Linked DNA regions of Ovis aries: region 1 is linked to region 2. Evidence: chromatin contacts called from public Hi-C data. All regions are on one chromosome and are shown on one strand. The core of a region is the stretch at or near the end of the contact, and the rest is flanking DNA. Distances in the headings are between cores, read along the strand shown. Region 1 overlaps FAM219A (family with sequence similarity 219 member A). Region 2 holds the start of CNTFR (ciliary neurotrophic factor receptor).

Region 1 (7,464 bases), core at 1,306-3,805, 160 kb after region 2:
ATTAGAACATCATAATACATATTGCTGCTGGCAAGATCCACTGATTGCTAAAAACTAGTGGGTGAAACTTTAAGGAGAAGCAAGATATTTGCGTAGTCTATCGGAATCTCTCCCAAAATTTGTATTGTTTACTATGGTAGTTTTATGTTCATAAATTCTTTGATCCTCCTCCCTCTAAGAAGTAAAACTTAATTCCCCTGCCCTTGAGTGTGGCCTGAAGTTAGTGACTTGTTTTTAACTAATAGAATATAGTCAGAATAAGAGAAAAGTTATAACTTGATAGGGGAGAAATCTGGCAAACACTACCCTAAGTGATTAGTTAACATCACCAGCATGAAGTCATGTTCCCCTGATAACCTGTGGTGAGAAAGACACATCACCTATATAGTATTCTTCCAAGAAACCCCATAGCCTCAGTCTAATCATGAGAGAATGACAGATAAATAGAAATTGAGGGAACATTCTAGAAAATGCCTGACCTTTTCAGTCATTTCTACTTCTGAAAGTCAAGCAATGACTGAGAAACTCAGGTGACCATGGAGACATGTCAATGAATTGCAACATGGATCCTGGGACAGAAAAGGGGATATCAATGGAAAAACTGGAGAGATCGCACAGAGTCTGCAGTTTAGTGAACAGTATTGATTTAATCAATGTGCCATGGTTCTACAAGATGATAACATTAGGAAAACCTGGGTGAAAGGTATATGAATTTTCTCGGCACTGTCTTCATAACTTTCTGTAAACAAAACGATTTCAAAGCTAAAAGATTTTTTGAGCTTATTTAACTGGGAAAGTGGTTATGTATTAACAAAATAAGGGTAGTTAAAAGGAAGAACTAGCCTAGGGAGAGGGGTATGACATCAGTGAATCTAGTAGGCAGTTGGAAATGTGGGTCTGGAGCTTAAGAGAGCAGTCAGAGATATAAATTTGAGAATAAAACCCATCGAGAGATTGCTTGAAATAATAAGTTTATGTTACTATTGTATTTCCACATGCCAGGAGAGGCCATGTGGAAAGAAAGACAGCAGCCTTACTGAGAAAGTCATATATATCTGGAGCATGAGAGGAGGAGCCATGGGGAGGATGGTCAAAACAAATAGGGATAGAATATTTTTATACAAGCCAAGGGAAAACAGAATGTCTAGAAAGATCTGGTCAGCACTGCCCAAGATCACCTGAGAAAAGATGATTGGATTTTAACTGGGAAGTCAGTATCAGAACAGGAGAGGTGGGGGGAGCTCAGCCAGGACTCAGGCATCAAGGGAGCAGGCTCAACCGGGCAAATAGTCTTGTGTAGGTGCCAAGAGGAAGGAGCCCCTAGAGGAGAGTGGGACACTCCAGGGCAGAGGGGTAGAAAGTGCTGGCCAGAGCAAGTGGGCCAGCGGGCTGTGGCCTAAAGCTCAATAAGAGGAGAGGACCTTGACCTCTGATGGCAGGAAGCCCCTGCTGTCTCCTGGCTGCAGGACTCAGGCTGAAAGCTAGATGCCCTGGATCAATGACTGCTATTTACCTCCCTGAACTTGAAGGCCATTCTCTTTCCCAGGACCCAGCTTATCCCTACAGGAGCCTAGAAAGTTGGGCCAGACAGGAAATGAAGAAAACTGAACTTACTCATCTTCTCTTCAGCTTTTATCTGAGATGGAAAAGAATCTATGTTTTAAAACTAGGGCATTAAATAGTACTACAGAATGATTTCTATGAGGGTGTATGTATGTATGATAACAGCTACCCTTTATTGACTGCTTACCATATGTCAGGGCCTGTGCTAAGCACTTTATCCCATTTAATTCTTCCGACAACCCTGTGAGATGGGTACCATTACTTTTCCCATGTTGAAGATGAAAAACAGACCCAGAGATATAAGAAATTTGATTAAGGCCACACAGATAAGTAAATGACAGAGCTATTACTCATGCTTTTAACCACTGCACTCTACTGCCTCTTACTGACACTCACATGGGTGTACACACATACATGCACACACACACACACAAGGATCCAGGCTGTGTGCCAGGAGGTTTACATTGGATATAGCTCCAGATGATTGGATTAAGGGTGATGATTTTTTTTCTTTTTCTTTTCTGCTTATCTGGACTTTGTACAATGACTACAAATTCCTCTTGAGTTCCGAAAAAGAAAGAAGGACTTTATTTATTTAACTTTTGATGTTATTTGCCAAATTTCTGTAACGTCCAGGATGGGAACAAGGCAGGTGCACTCTGCTCAAGCGCAGACAACGGAGACTGCCTTTGCTGCAGCATACAGGCTCTGCAGTGACAGTACAGAGAATCTGGGATTTGTGTATATGCGTGTGTGTGTCAGCATGTGTGTGCAGCAGCCACTGAGGTGGAGGGAGGAGCCGCCAAGCTGTCTAGGGATGTGTCACGTGGAGAACTTTCTCCCTTCCCTCTGGCCACCTTGTCCCTAAGCCAGGCTCATTTGGTCCTGTGCTTCCACAGGGACTGGGAGATATTTTCTCACACACACACCAGTATCCTCAAACTCACCCCTTGTTGCAAAGCTGGCCAGGGAGTCAGGCTGCTGGCGTGAAGCCCAGTCTGCAGCCATAGAGAGTGATTAGAGTCATGCTGGAACTACTTCAGGCTGTGTGGGCCATGGGTCCAAGCAGGCAGTTGGTATCAGGGATAAGCAGAGAGCAGCCAGAAGCATTTAAGGTTTGCATTAACTGACAGGCAGGGCTCTTGTTCAAAGTCACCAAGGTCTTCAGGTGAAGGCAGTTCAGGACCCTGGACAGCTCCTAAAAGAGCCTGGTCCCTGCCAGGTCTGAAAAGTCTAGGTGCCTGAGTCCTTCAGGCACTTACTTATTTGATGCTGAGCAGCTTTCCTGTACATGTCTCTAGCTGTGAAAGGAGTCTGGCCTCTTCTCTTTCCAATATTAGTCCTATGGATCCAGGGACTCCCCCTTAATTCCTCCAGCCCCTGCCCCACCCCACATCACCCCCATACACATCTAGCCAGACTGAGCTCTCTGTTGAGGTCTCCATCACCGTGAAAGTGACATAAGCCTTCAGGACAAGCATGTCATATCCTGAGCTGTCCTTGATCAGGATATATTACCCTGTTACCTCTGGGCTGTACGACACTGAGTGAGTGGGGGTGTGGGAGTGGTAACAGTCTAATAGAACAAGAAGTGTTAAAAGAGCTTTTGTCTCTAATAGTCCTGTGCTCCCCTCTTCAGTCTGAGAGTAGAGGGTATGAGGCAGGGGAAACAGGGGAAGCACTGAACAGGTTTCAAGGTCTGAAGCTGGAACCTTTCATGAGCTCTCACTGCATCTTCACCCTGGCAGTGGGAAGACACTGGATTTAAAGACATCTCTTTTTAGGGAAGGGCATTGACATAGGTGGAGGGGGCAGCTGTAGCAAGTAGAAGCAGAAACAAAACAGCCTGTCACCCCAACTCTAGACATGCACATGGCCTCTAGGTAGAGGAGAGTTAAATCAGCCCTATAGGGAGGTCTCCTCCCTTATGCCTCAAGTCATTTAAAGGAGGGATGTGTGTGAGGTGTCTAGAAGGGCAGAGAAATCATAATCATCTACTAGGGGCTGGACTTTCTAGTTGAAATTCCTCCTCCACCTCCAGGCCTCTTATATGGGTAAATGAATCAGATACTGGCAAATGAGGTAACTGTGCACTTTAATTGCCTGGGCAGGTCAGGAGGGAAAGTCAGTCTGCCTGCACTTAGCCTGAGTGAAAACACTCGGGATCCAAACCCTACCACCAGCCCTGCTCTGGGCCTTGTGCAAGGCTCTCCTCCATTGCTCCCTCTATATCTCATAGGCTCCTGGGTCCCTGACTGAAGGCAGTGTCTGAGCCCCAGGGCCATTACATACCTTATCCTCAGAGAACTTGCTGGTCACGGAAGCAGGTGCTGTAGCAGTAGTGAAACCACTAGGTTCACTAGTGAAACCTGACTGAGAACTGCAGGGAGCTGCAGGCTCCCTCTCTTAGCACCAGGTAGTCATAATGGACCAGGGAGAGGCCGGGATGGGGAAGGAACATCCAGTGTTCGCTGAGGCCTGGGTGGACCTGGCAGAGTTTGGGCTGGAAGGACTAGGGCTAGTCCTCCTGGAGATGGGAGCATTAACAATGAAGCAACTGATTTATGGATAAAAAGAGGATCTGGATCCAGACCGTCCCCCAGCCTGGCCCCTCTCTTCTGCCTGGAAACCGTGTATTCTGCTTCCAGGAGAGACCCTTACTATGGAGCTAAACACAGGCCTTTGACACACAAGGAAGCCTGGAGAAGAAATGAGAGCAGATGAGGACTCTGCCAGATCCCAAGAGAGTTGTTTGTGTTGGGTTTTGTTCAAGTAGAACAGGCCTAACCTCAGCCAGGGCTTGCTTTTGGCTGTTCTCTCAGGGGCAAAGGCGCCCCATGTTTGCCTTCCTTACATCTGATGCTCTGTAGTCATTGTTTTCCTTAGGAGCAGTGATTATGTGACCACAAACCTTACTAAATTGAATACAATCCTGAGTATTCAGAAGAAGAAATAGTTCAGGACTCAGGGGAGGGAGCAGCTGGCTGGAAAGAAGGGCTCATGAATTCTGATCCCAGGGCTGCCATCTGGCATCGACCTGGGACAGCTCATTTACTCTCTGCCCTGGAGGCTCTTCCTAGAATCTCAGGGCCTGAATAAAAACAGACCTGTCTAGACTCTCAAAGTCAGTGCAATCCACAGGCCCTACTCTGCAGCCAGAGGCTGTGTTTGTGTTCAGGGAGATTTCTCATGTTTTTCTTTGCCATCTCCTTGCCCTGATGTCTGACTCCCAAGAGCTCCCCTGCCTTGGGTGGTTCATGCCTGGTACACATGACTGTAAGCCCCAGGTTGTCAGAAAGCACTCTGAACAGACGGAGGAGCAGAGCAGCGCCCCCCCCGCCCCCCCCCCCCGCCCCCCGCCGCCACCTCCCTCCAAAGGGCTTTCTGATGGTTGGGATGCCAGGCGGGTTCCCTCCCACTCCTCTGACACTTGACGGTAAGAGTTGGGCCTTACTCATATGGTGATAGGTGTGCTTATCTGCAAGCAGAATCTGAGCCTGGCCCTTGAGTCATGTAGAAAGCTGTGTCTGCTCAGCTGGGAATGATCAGTCTCCATGAGAAGGTGACTGAGAGTTGAGCTGCTGCTTCGACCATGAACCTTAAGTGAGTTTTTAACAAGGTCAAGCCTTGAAGTGAGCAAGTGAGTAAAGGTTTGGGGGATTCCTACTTTGGCTATTCGCCAAAATAACTTCCTGAAGGGGGGTCTTTCACCTACATAGATGAAGTGGTCCTACAAAAAGCACAGAATGCCACCTCTGTCTGAGGCACTATTAGACAAGGCCCTGGCACCACCTGGCAGGCCACCAGCCCTTTGCCACCTTTCTGTTACAGAAATATCCTTGCTGCAGCTTCAAACCAAATAGAAGCAACCTGCTTGTCTGCTATCAGATTATGTCTGTTCATTCTGCATGCTAGGCACTGGGAGGATATGGTGGAGGCTGGCATGGTCCCTGCTTTCCTAAAGATCTGTTAAGCAAATAAATTATACAAATAATCATTAGAGTAAAATTGGACAACTGCATGAAGGAAATGTATGGGGGAGGGACTAAGAGAGTATGTTGTAGAGGGACCTAATGTAGGTTCCCTGGTGTTCATGGGAAGCTACTTTAAAAAAAATAATTTTTAGTTGCACTGGGTTTTCCTTGCTATGCATGAGCTTTCTCTAGTTGCAGCAAGTGGGGGCTACTCTCTAGTTGGGGTGCCTGGGCTTCTCGCTGCAGTGGCTTCTCTTGTTGTGGAGGCAGGCTCTAGGGCATTCAGCCTTCAGTAACTGCAGGTCCCAGGCTTTAGAGCACAGCCTCAATAGTTGTTGCGAACAGGCTTAATTGCTCCACGGCTTGTGGGATCTTCCCAGACCAGGGATCAAACCTGTGTCCCCTGCATTGGCAGGGAGATTCTTAACCACTGGACCACCAAGGAAGTCCCAGGGAGCTACTTTTAAAGGGTGATGTGTCAACTGAGCCATGAAGGACAAGATCTAGCCAGAAGGGGGGCAGGAGCAGGATGGGGTGGGGTGGGGGTGGGGATCTTGGAGCTCCATTAGAAATAAAGAAGACCTGTGATGCCAAGTGTAGTAAGCCTGGGGAAAAGTGCCTGAGATGAGGTTGGGGAAACAGAAGGGAAGGCAAGTAACTGCTTCTTTGCCTTCATCCTGGTCTGAATAACTCCTTTCCAAAAAAAGTGGGAAGGGTAGTTGAGATCCACTCAAACTGCTATGGCATTCCCCCACAAGAGGCTGGTTCCATCTCCCTAGCAGGGCACACTCACAAGAACACTCAGGAGAGGCTCTCGCCTGGGGTTCACACGAATAGAGTGATCCTCACAGCCCAGAGGAGGTGGGAGAGAGGAAACAAGAAAGACTCAACACCTACATTGCCTACAAATCCTCTGTGTGTTTCTGCACGGCTTTGAACTATTTATTACTGTATGACAGAAGCCATTTCCCTATTTAGATGGTTCTGCTGGGAATTCCACACCATCACCCCCCTCTTGAGGACGGAGATTTTAAAAAAAGTCATCTTCCAAGATTTTATACTTGGATTTCAGAAACTAAATTACATTACTATGTCCGGTGAGACGGCGCCATTGCCTGTTCCTATCTGTGTGCTCCAGGCACTGTGAGGCCGATAACATCAGTTAGTCGAAGCAGCTCAATCCAGACAATTTGCAGCTGGTTGGAACTGGGCCAGAAGGGGGTGGGTGGCACAATTATCTCAGAATCCAGAGCAGCCCAGGGTCGACTGTACTCTGCAACCCAGGAGTTTCCAATTCTTCCCACAGACCATCAGTTTTCCTACCTATACAGAAAGAACTTGTCCTAGTCCCAGCTACATGTAACAAGAAGTGGAGAATTACTCTCTTAAACATCGCAATAGGATAAAATCACCAGGGAGCCAATGCTTTGGTTTTCAATGGAGCAAAAGATAGAAGGGAGTAGGGGAAAGAGTAGAGGCCGTAATATGACAAGGCAGATTCCTACTGCCTGTGAAATTATGTGTCCATATAGAAGCCCTGGTAGCTCAGTTGGTAAAGAATAGGCCTGCAGTGCAGGAGACCCAGGTTTGATCCCTCTGTCAGGAAGATTCCCTGGAGAAGGAAATGACAACCCACTCCAGTATTCTTGCCTGGGAAATCCTATGGACAGAGGAGCCTGGCAGGCTACAGTCCGTGGGGACACGACTTAGTGACTAAACCACCACCACCATAGAAGCCAAAAGGCTTCCCAGGTGGCACTAGTGGTAAAGAACCTGCCTGCCAGTATAGGAGATGTAAGAGATAAGGGTTCTATCCCTGGGTCAGGAAGATCCCCTGGAGGAGGGCTTGGCAACCCCTCCAATATTCCTGCCTGGAGAATCCCATGGACACAGGAGTCTGGTGGGCTACACTCATGGGGTTGCAAAT
Region 2 (6,840 bases), core at 2,782-5,281:
AACCCCTTCTCTACCTTTAGGGAATCTGCTCTTTTCCGGTGCCAGAGAGTAAAGGGGTCAGAGTACACTCAGGTGGCGATCCAGATTCCAGAAGGGGGTGGTCTGCAGGGGGTGTTGTAAATGGGCCCTAGGTGGTGTCCCAGGGTGTTGAGTGAGTCATCTCTGGGGGGCTGAGCTGGACCCTGAGCGTGCTGGGGGGGCTGGTGCTCCAGGCCCCCCTCCCTGGCTCGGCCTGGGGCTATGTCGGATCGGGTTTCTCGGCGCCTGGAGCCTCCGCGAGGCCGAGCTGTTCCCGGGCCCCGGCCAAGCCGCCCCGGGCGCTGGCACTGTGTGAGGAAGCAGGAGGGGGGTGAGGGGGAGCAAGGGAGGGCTGCGAGGGCGTTTACGTAACTGCCTCTGGGAGCCCGCCCCGACCTGCCAAACCCCACTGTGGGACTTTGTGTGATTGAGAGCGTGTGTGACTGCGTGTGCGCCACGTGGTGTGACTGAGTACTTGGTTGTGTGGGTGACCGTGTCTATGTGTGGTGCGGTGTGTAAGTGTGTGATTCCAGGAGTTCGGTCCTTGAGACCTCTAACTCCCAGCCCCAGGCAGGGGTCCCGGACTCCCAGTGTGCCATAGTGAGGTTCAATATACACATTTCACTCTTTGAGACTAGGTATGTAACATGATGGGCTTTCCAGGTGGCGCTAGTGGTAAAGAACCTACCAGCCAATGCCGGAGACATCAGAGACCTGGGTTCGATCCCTGGGTCAGGAAGATCCGCTGCAGAAGGGCATGGCAACCCACTCCAGTATTCTTGTCTGGAGAATCCAATGGACAGAGGAGCCTAGTGGGCTACAGTCCTCGAGGTTGCAAAGAGTTGGACACGAAAAGAGTCACGACAGAGTGACTTAGCATGCACGGACATGTGATTTTAAATAAGGTGTGCCCAGCATTTGGAGGTAAGGCAGTCTGGGTGTGTATTTGTGATTTTGGGTAGCCAGGTATGTGCCCCAAGGTGGACCTTTCTGATGGTATAACAGGTTAGAAATAAGCACCATTTCCTGAAGGAGCACTGGAAAATGTAGATGGGGTGGGGGCTCTCTTTCCTTGAGGACAAAGGAATCGGAAAGGGTCCTTGCCACCCAAAGGCTTGGCATGGCACAGCTATCTCCAGGGAAAGGGGGGTGGATGGGAGGTGGTCCAAGTGTAGGTCAGGATGGAGGAGGGTGGAGCCAAAAGTTTTTCATGGTAGCCATAAAACTCTGAGGAGTTTTACAGAGTCAGGGAGAACCCCCACCTCCAATTTCCCAAGGCCTTCCAGAATGCTCAAATCTGTAATCCCCGTCTCTTGCAGAGCACTAGGGCTCTGAACTGGGGACGTTATTCCCTGCTGACCCATAGGAGAGGCAGATGGTGAAGATGGCGTGGGGTTGGGGGAGGGGGTCAGCAAAGTGGGATGTGGCTTAAGGATAAGTGGGCATGAAAGAGAAGGGGAATGATGTAGAGCTGGGGCTACCAGGGATAGGGACGCCTATTAAAGCCGGAGAGGAGACAGGTCCAGCTCCTGCAAGGGATTCGAAGAGCCACCGACGAGGCTCGGCTTTGCCGCCAGGGAGATATGGTAAAGGAGGGTTCAACACGGAGGCTTAGAAAGCTCAGAAGCTCGTTTGCAGACAGGGCACTGGAGCCAGCAGGAGCAGAAAAGCACGAGTAATCTGTTGCCCCAGCCGAGACGCAAGGCGAATCTCTTCTGGACCAGGTGGCAGGGGCAGGTGGGAGACAGGGGCCGCACCCTCGTTGCTCGTTTAGGAGGACGCTGCTGCCTCTTTGCCGGAGCTGCGGCTTGAGCGGGAACGCGCCTCCCGCACTGCTCGCCAGGTGTCGCTGCGGCCCTGGGGAAGCGGGCGCGGCCGCTGGGTACTGCGTCGCGAGAAGCTGCAGATAGACCGACGGTGGAATCCGTTTCGACGTGCGCCTCTGGTCCTCGCTAATCCTCGGAAACAGCGATTTACCTGGCTGCCGGACCCCGGTTACCCCGCCCGGTTAACAGCACCCGCGGGCTTGGGCACGACCTATGGCACCCCAGGGCCCCCAGGTGGGGAGGGCACGTTGGTCAGGGGCGGATCTCCCCTCCGATCTCAACCTGGCAGAAAGCTGCTGAGTCCAGGACACGGGAAGGTCTGGAGGTCAAGTCAGCCCACCAAGAACCCCTCAGATCTCGACGCCAGACTGCGCCTCGAGGGGAGGGGCGCCCCCCGCCTCAGCATCCAACCTCTCCCAGGCCTAGTTTCGGCACAGAAGGAGAGGCAATTCCTGACACCCCCCCCCCACCGCCGCCTCCCTCACCCCCAGATTCTGTCGCACCATTTCCACTCCTTCCCGGTGCCCACCACCCTGTCTCCGCCCGCGACGTGGGTACTTGAAGGCTCCTTATCCAGAGAGGCCAGATAGAAGACACCTACTGTGGGTGGGCGTGAGCTGATTTCGGCTGGAAGTCACTATTTCTCCGTGTGTCCCTAAGCCCCAGCTGGCCCTCTCTGAGCCCCAGCCCCGGCTGACCCCTGCTGGTTGCACTGATGGGATCCTGCGGCCACGGAAGTAAAAGTGAAAAGCCCGAGCAGTAGCAGGAAGGTTTTTTCCTCTGCAATGGGAGTCCCTGAGGCATTTGTTGGGAAAAGGGCCCGGGCGCTCTGGGCAGCCTACTAGGAAAGGGTGTGAGGAAGTAGCGAGATACTTCCTTCCCCCTCTTCCCCGCCCGCAAACCTCGCACAGCTCCCCGGAGGGGCCAGGCAGCTGGGATTATGGGTCAAAGGTCAGATGAAAAATCCAAGGGGTGGGGATGGGGGTGGGCCACTCGTTCTCCGCCCCCTGGCATTCACCCTTTCTGTGGCGCTCTCCTGTGGCCTCAGAAGTAGTCCGGTTGTCTAACCTGAATGCCTCCCTGTAATAGCCAGACCCCTAGGCCCCGGGGCGCGGGAAGTGAGCACACCAGCCCGCCAGAGGCCCAGGCTGCGAAAGGGAAGCTCGAGGGGTGAACCTCCAGCGCCCAACTCTGGCACTCGCGCTCTGGCACTGCCGACCCGGGCAAAAAGGGCGCACTCCCTACATCCCGCATCCCAGTGGCGGTCAATCCCAGGCTGTGTGTCCGGGGATGAGTTAGGTGATGGTGAAGGAGAGGGGAAAGGGGTAGTTGTGGTGTATCACCGGAAATTTGATGGGAGGGGAGGGCCTGGGTTTTCAGCCTGGTCCACTTCGGGTCGTGCGAGCAAACAGTCCCCCTTCCTTCGATGTGAGGGGTGTACGTGTCTAAGACTGGGAGAGGGGGCGTCGTTGCTGGGGGCGGTAGGAGATCTGGGAGGGGCGGAGGCGGCTGGCCTCTCCGGCCCAAAGTAGGGCCTGGGGGCTCCTGCTCCAGCTCTTCTCACGGAGATGCTGGCGGGAGGACCCTGAGAGTTGGCCCCGGGTGTGCCAGGGTGTCCGTGCGAGGCACTAAGGGCTCGAACTTGCGGGAGTGTGCGTCGCGGAGACCTGGCCAAGGCTGAGCGAACGAGGGAGTGTGAATGAGCGACCCTGGGGGATTGGATGCGCTCCCAGCGGCCCTGGGGAATCCGGCCGAGTGGGTGTGGGTGTGGGTGTGCGCGCGTTTCTGAGACCCGCGGTCCCGGCTGCGCGTGAAGCACGGGGACTACAGCCGTCTGGAGGGCGTTCCCGAGAGACGGTGAAGGCGAGGGGGCCACGCGTGCCAGTGCGGGCGAGTGTGCCCGCGGGGGGAGGGCGGGAGCCAGCCTGAGTGAGGGGGAGTGGGGTCTCACAGGCCTGCGCAGGATGACTGTGCCCGCGCGTGCCAGGAGCGGGAGCGTGCCACGGCGGGGGCGCGCGGGGGCCGTGGTCGGGAGGGGGTCGCGGCGCGCGGCCGCAGAGGCGCGGGGAGACAAGGAGGGAGGGGGAGGGGAGCGAGGGCGCGCGCGGCCGGGCGGGCGCCCGCGGTCACATGGGCGAAGGAAGGAGGGAGGGAGCGCGCGAGGGAGGGAGGAGGATGGGGGGGGTTAAAGCCGCCGAGCGCCGAGGAGCCGGTGCAGAGCGGGCGGCGGCGGCAGCGGAGGCGGCGGCTCCAGCCGGCGCAGCGCGGGGCTCGGCGGCGGGATCCGGCGGCGGTGCTAGCTCCGCGCTCCCTGCCTCTCTCCCTGCCGGAGGCGGTCGAAGAGCTAGGTGCGGAGCCCCGGCGGCCCGAGAGCGCGGTGAGTACCTCGCGCGGAGTGCGCGCGGCCGGACCCTCAAACCCTCAGGTTGACCGACAGATCCGCGGCCCTCGTGCGCGCGGGAAGAGGGAGGGGATGTGCATGGGCCCGAGACTGGGGTGGGGGGGACAAGAAAGTTCACGGGAAACTTTGCCCGTAAACTCGGGGGCGGGGGCGCAGAAGAAGCAGCCCCCCACGTCCGGGCGCGCCGGGGGTTGGGCGTGGTGGTGGTGGGGCGGACAGTCGGCCGGCGGGAGGTGGCAGGGATCGATTGCCCTAGCACCGGGTTCTCCCTGACCTCTCAACGTCGCGCGCAGGGTCTGGGAAAATTCCGGAGCTGGGGGGTCGTAGTGACCCCCGCGCGCCCAGAGGCGGCTTCCTTCTCCAGCAGAAATCTGGACTTGAAAGCGCCCAGGGGTGTGAACGGAAGGTTGCGCGTCCGCCAGTATATGGGTGTCCATGAGAATCCGCTTGTGTGTGTGTGTGTGTGTGTCGGCGCGAGCCTGCCTGTGGTTTCCTCGTGAGTCCGCCTGGATGTATCTCCGTTTAGTGGGTCTCCTCCAGAATCTCTTTGTAAGTGCTCCCGTGTTGTGTGTCCGTGTGAGTCCGCCTGCGGTGTATCCCCGCCTCTTTGTGAGTCTGCCGGTGTGTGTCTTCCCCTAGTGCGGCTCTGCTGGAGCCAGCCTGGGTGTCCCTGTGCTGCTCGGAGTAGTGTAGCACCCGGTGCGTGGGGGCTGGGCTGCGGGGAGGTCACCAGACGGACAGCTCTCCTCCTCGGCTCCGAGCCTCTCCTCTCCCAAGCCTCTCTTCCAGCGCTAGATCTCGCGCTCGCCCGCTCCCTTGGCCCCCTCCCCCCGTCAGTAGCTTCAGGCAGGCAGGACTATTTCACGCCTTGTTGAAAATTCAGGATTTTCTTTCTCTTTCCGTCTAGTCTCTCTCTTTTGAGAAGTGTCTGTGTGGCTGGCAGTGTTGTGTCTGCAACACTGGGTGTGTGTGTGCATGCCGCTGGAGAAGTGTGTCTGTAACGCTATTTGCTTTGCCTGTAGTACTTAATGTAATTGTGTCTGTGTCACTGGGGGTATTCCTGTGGCTGTAATCACGGAGGTGGTGGGTGTATGAAATGCTGGGTGTGTTTGTGCATCTGTAATTGCTGTTTGTTGGGGGGTCTGAAACACTGAGTGCATTTTTGTGTGTCTAACTCTGGGTATGATTGTGTACCAATGCATGTATGGGGATGATGGAGCTTGAACAATTAGATGTTTCTATGGCTGTATGGCTAGCCAGAGCTTGGTAGGTGGAGGGGACTGTGTCTCCATAGATTCTGCATACCTGTTCCACTGCCAAAATCCACACAGATCCTCTGGGCTGGTTCTTAGGGCTCCTGGTCGGGATTGGTGCCATGCAGCTCAGGTTCACTCACACTCCATCACGGTTGATACTCCGACTGGGACCCTGAGCCTTATGTGAAAAGTAGGAGTTTAAAGTTCACGTGCAAGACTTCTAGAGGCTCTGGAATTTATACTCAGCTTCGTACTGGGACAGTTAAACTCATATGGACTCACACTCAGAATTACCACAGGACGGTGGACTTCCACTCAGATTCACACTTATATTCTGGTCATATCCAGTGATATATTTCAGTCCTGGAGTTTACACTCAGACTCACATTGGGACTCTAGGCTCACACTCTAGATTCACATTTCTGTCCTGAGGCTCATAGGCTAATACTGAGACCTAGACCCCAAGCTCAGAACTCCCAGAGGTCCTAAGGCTCACACTGGGACTCACACTGGCACCATGGAGCTTTCTCAGATTCACACATTCTAGGGCTCACACCCAGACTCACTTGGGGAACCAGGGGTTCATTTGAGCTCAAGGACTCACATAGGACATTGGGTTTCATACATGCATGCTCACATCTTGGAGTTCACACTCAGATTCACACTAGGACACGCAAGATACTCACTTCCATCCTGGGATCACTTAGGGACCCATACTTATAAAGGGACCCCAGTGCTCATGCTCAGACTCACATGGGGAACCTTAGCTAACACTCAGAAAGCCCCGAAGACCAGGGGCTCACATGAACACTAGGACTCTTGCCTGTACTGACTTGTTTGGGAATCCTGGGGCTCACAGTTAGACTCCCATTTCAGCCCTGGGGCTTATAGTCATATGCACAATGAGACCAGCATTCACACTCAAACCTAAACTTCCATCTTGGTGTTCACACTCAGACTGACATCCCTGGTAGTTACATTAAACTTGCTTCCATCCTGGGGCTTAGATTCAGACCCCACGGCTCACATTCAGACTGGTACTTGCAACCTGAGGCTTTCATATTCACATGGAAACCCTGGGATTCACACTTAAAATCACACTAAGTTAGCTTTCCATTCTGGGACACTCAAACCCACATTAGGATTATGTTCACACTCCCAGGGGAACTTAGAACTCACAGTTCAACTCACCCATGCTTTCACTGGTTTATGGTATGTCTCGGGGCAGCTGGGGACCGGAACAGAGACTATTACAAGATCTGTGTTCTCCAGAGGTGGGGAGTGGAAGAGATATGTGTTTGGTCATGTCCATTACTTGGGTCGTGGGCTGGTGGAGAGT

Evidence for each region. Hi-C and Micro-C count contacts between places; a contact is called where the count stands out from the background.
Region 1: a Hi-C map of tail adipose tissue shows a contact between it and region 2, with 2.8 times the contacts expected there. The contact joins the enhancer-like site here to the promoter of CNTFR in region 2. A contact is called at or near these places in 5 of 16 Hi-C or Micro-C datasets (blood, liver and tail adipose tissue).

Annotation. Positions count from the first base shown.
Region 1 is chr2:37,135,331-37,142,794 of ARS-UI_Ramb_v3.0, forward strand. All of the region lies in intron 1 of FAM219A (family with sequence similarity 219 member A), which reads left to right. Among named protein-coding and RNA genes, the nearest start is that of SPMIP6, 29 kb to the right of the region's middle. Within about 2 kb of position 2,556, at least 14 of the 54 cell types and tissues checked have an H3K27ac peak or open chromatin away from gene starts, as enhancers often do. A contact at or near this core is called in tail adipose tissue, where this site is marked.
Region 2 is chr2:36,972,044-36,978,883 of ARS-UI_Ramb_v3.0, forward strand. It overlaps CNTFR (ciliary neurotrophic factor receptor), which reads left to right and starts at 4,032. Exons shown (of 13, transcript XM_060410884.1): 1 at 4,032-4,221.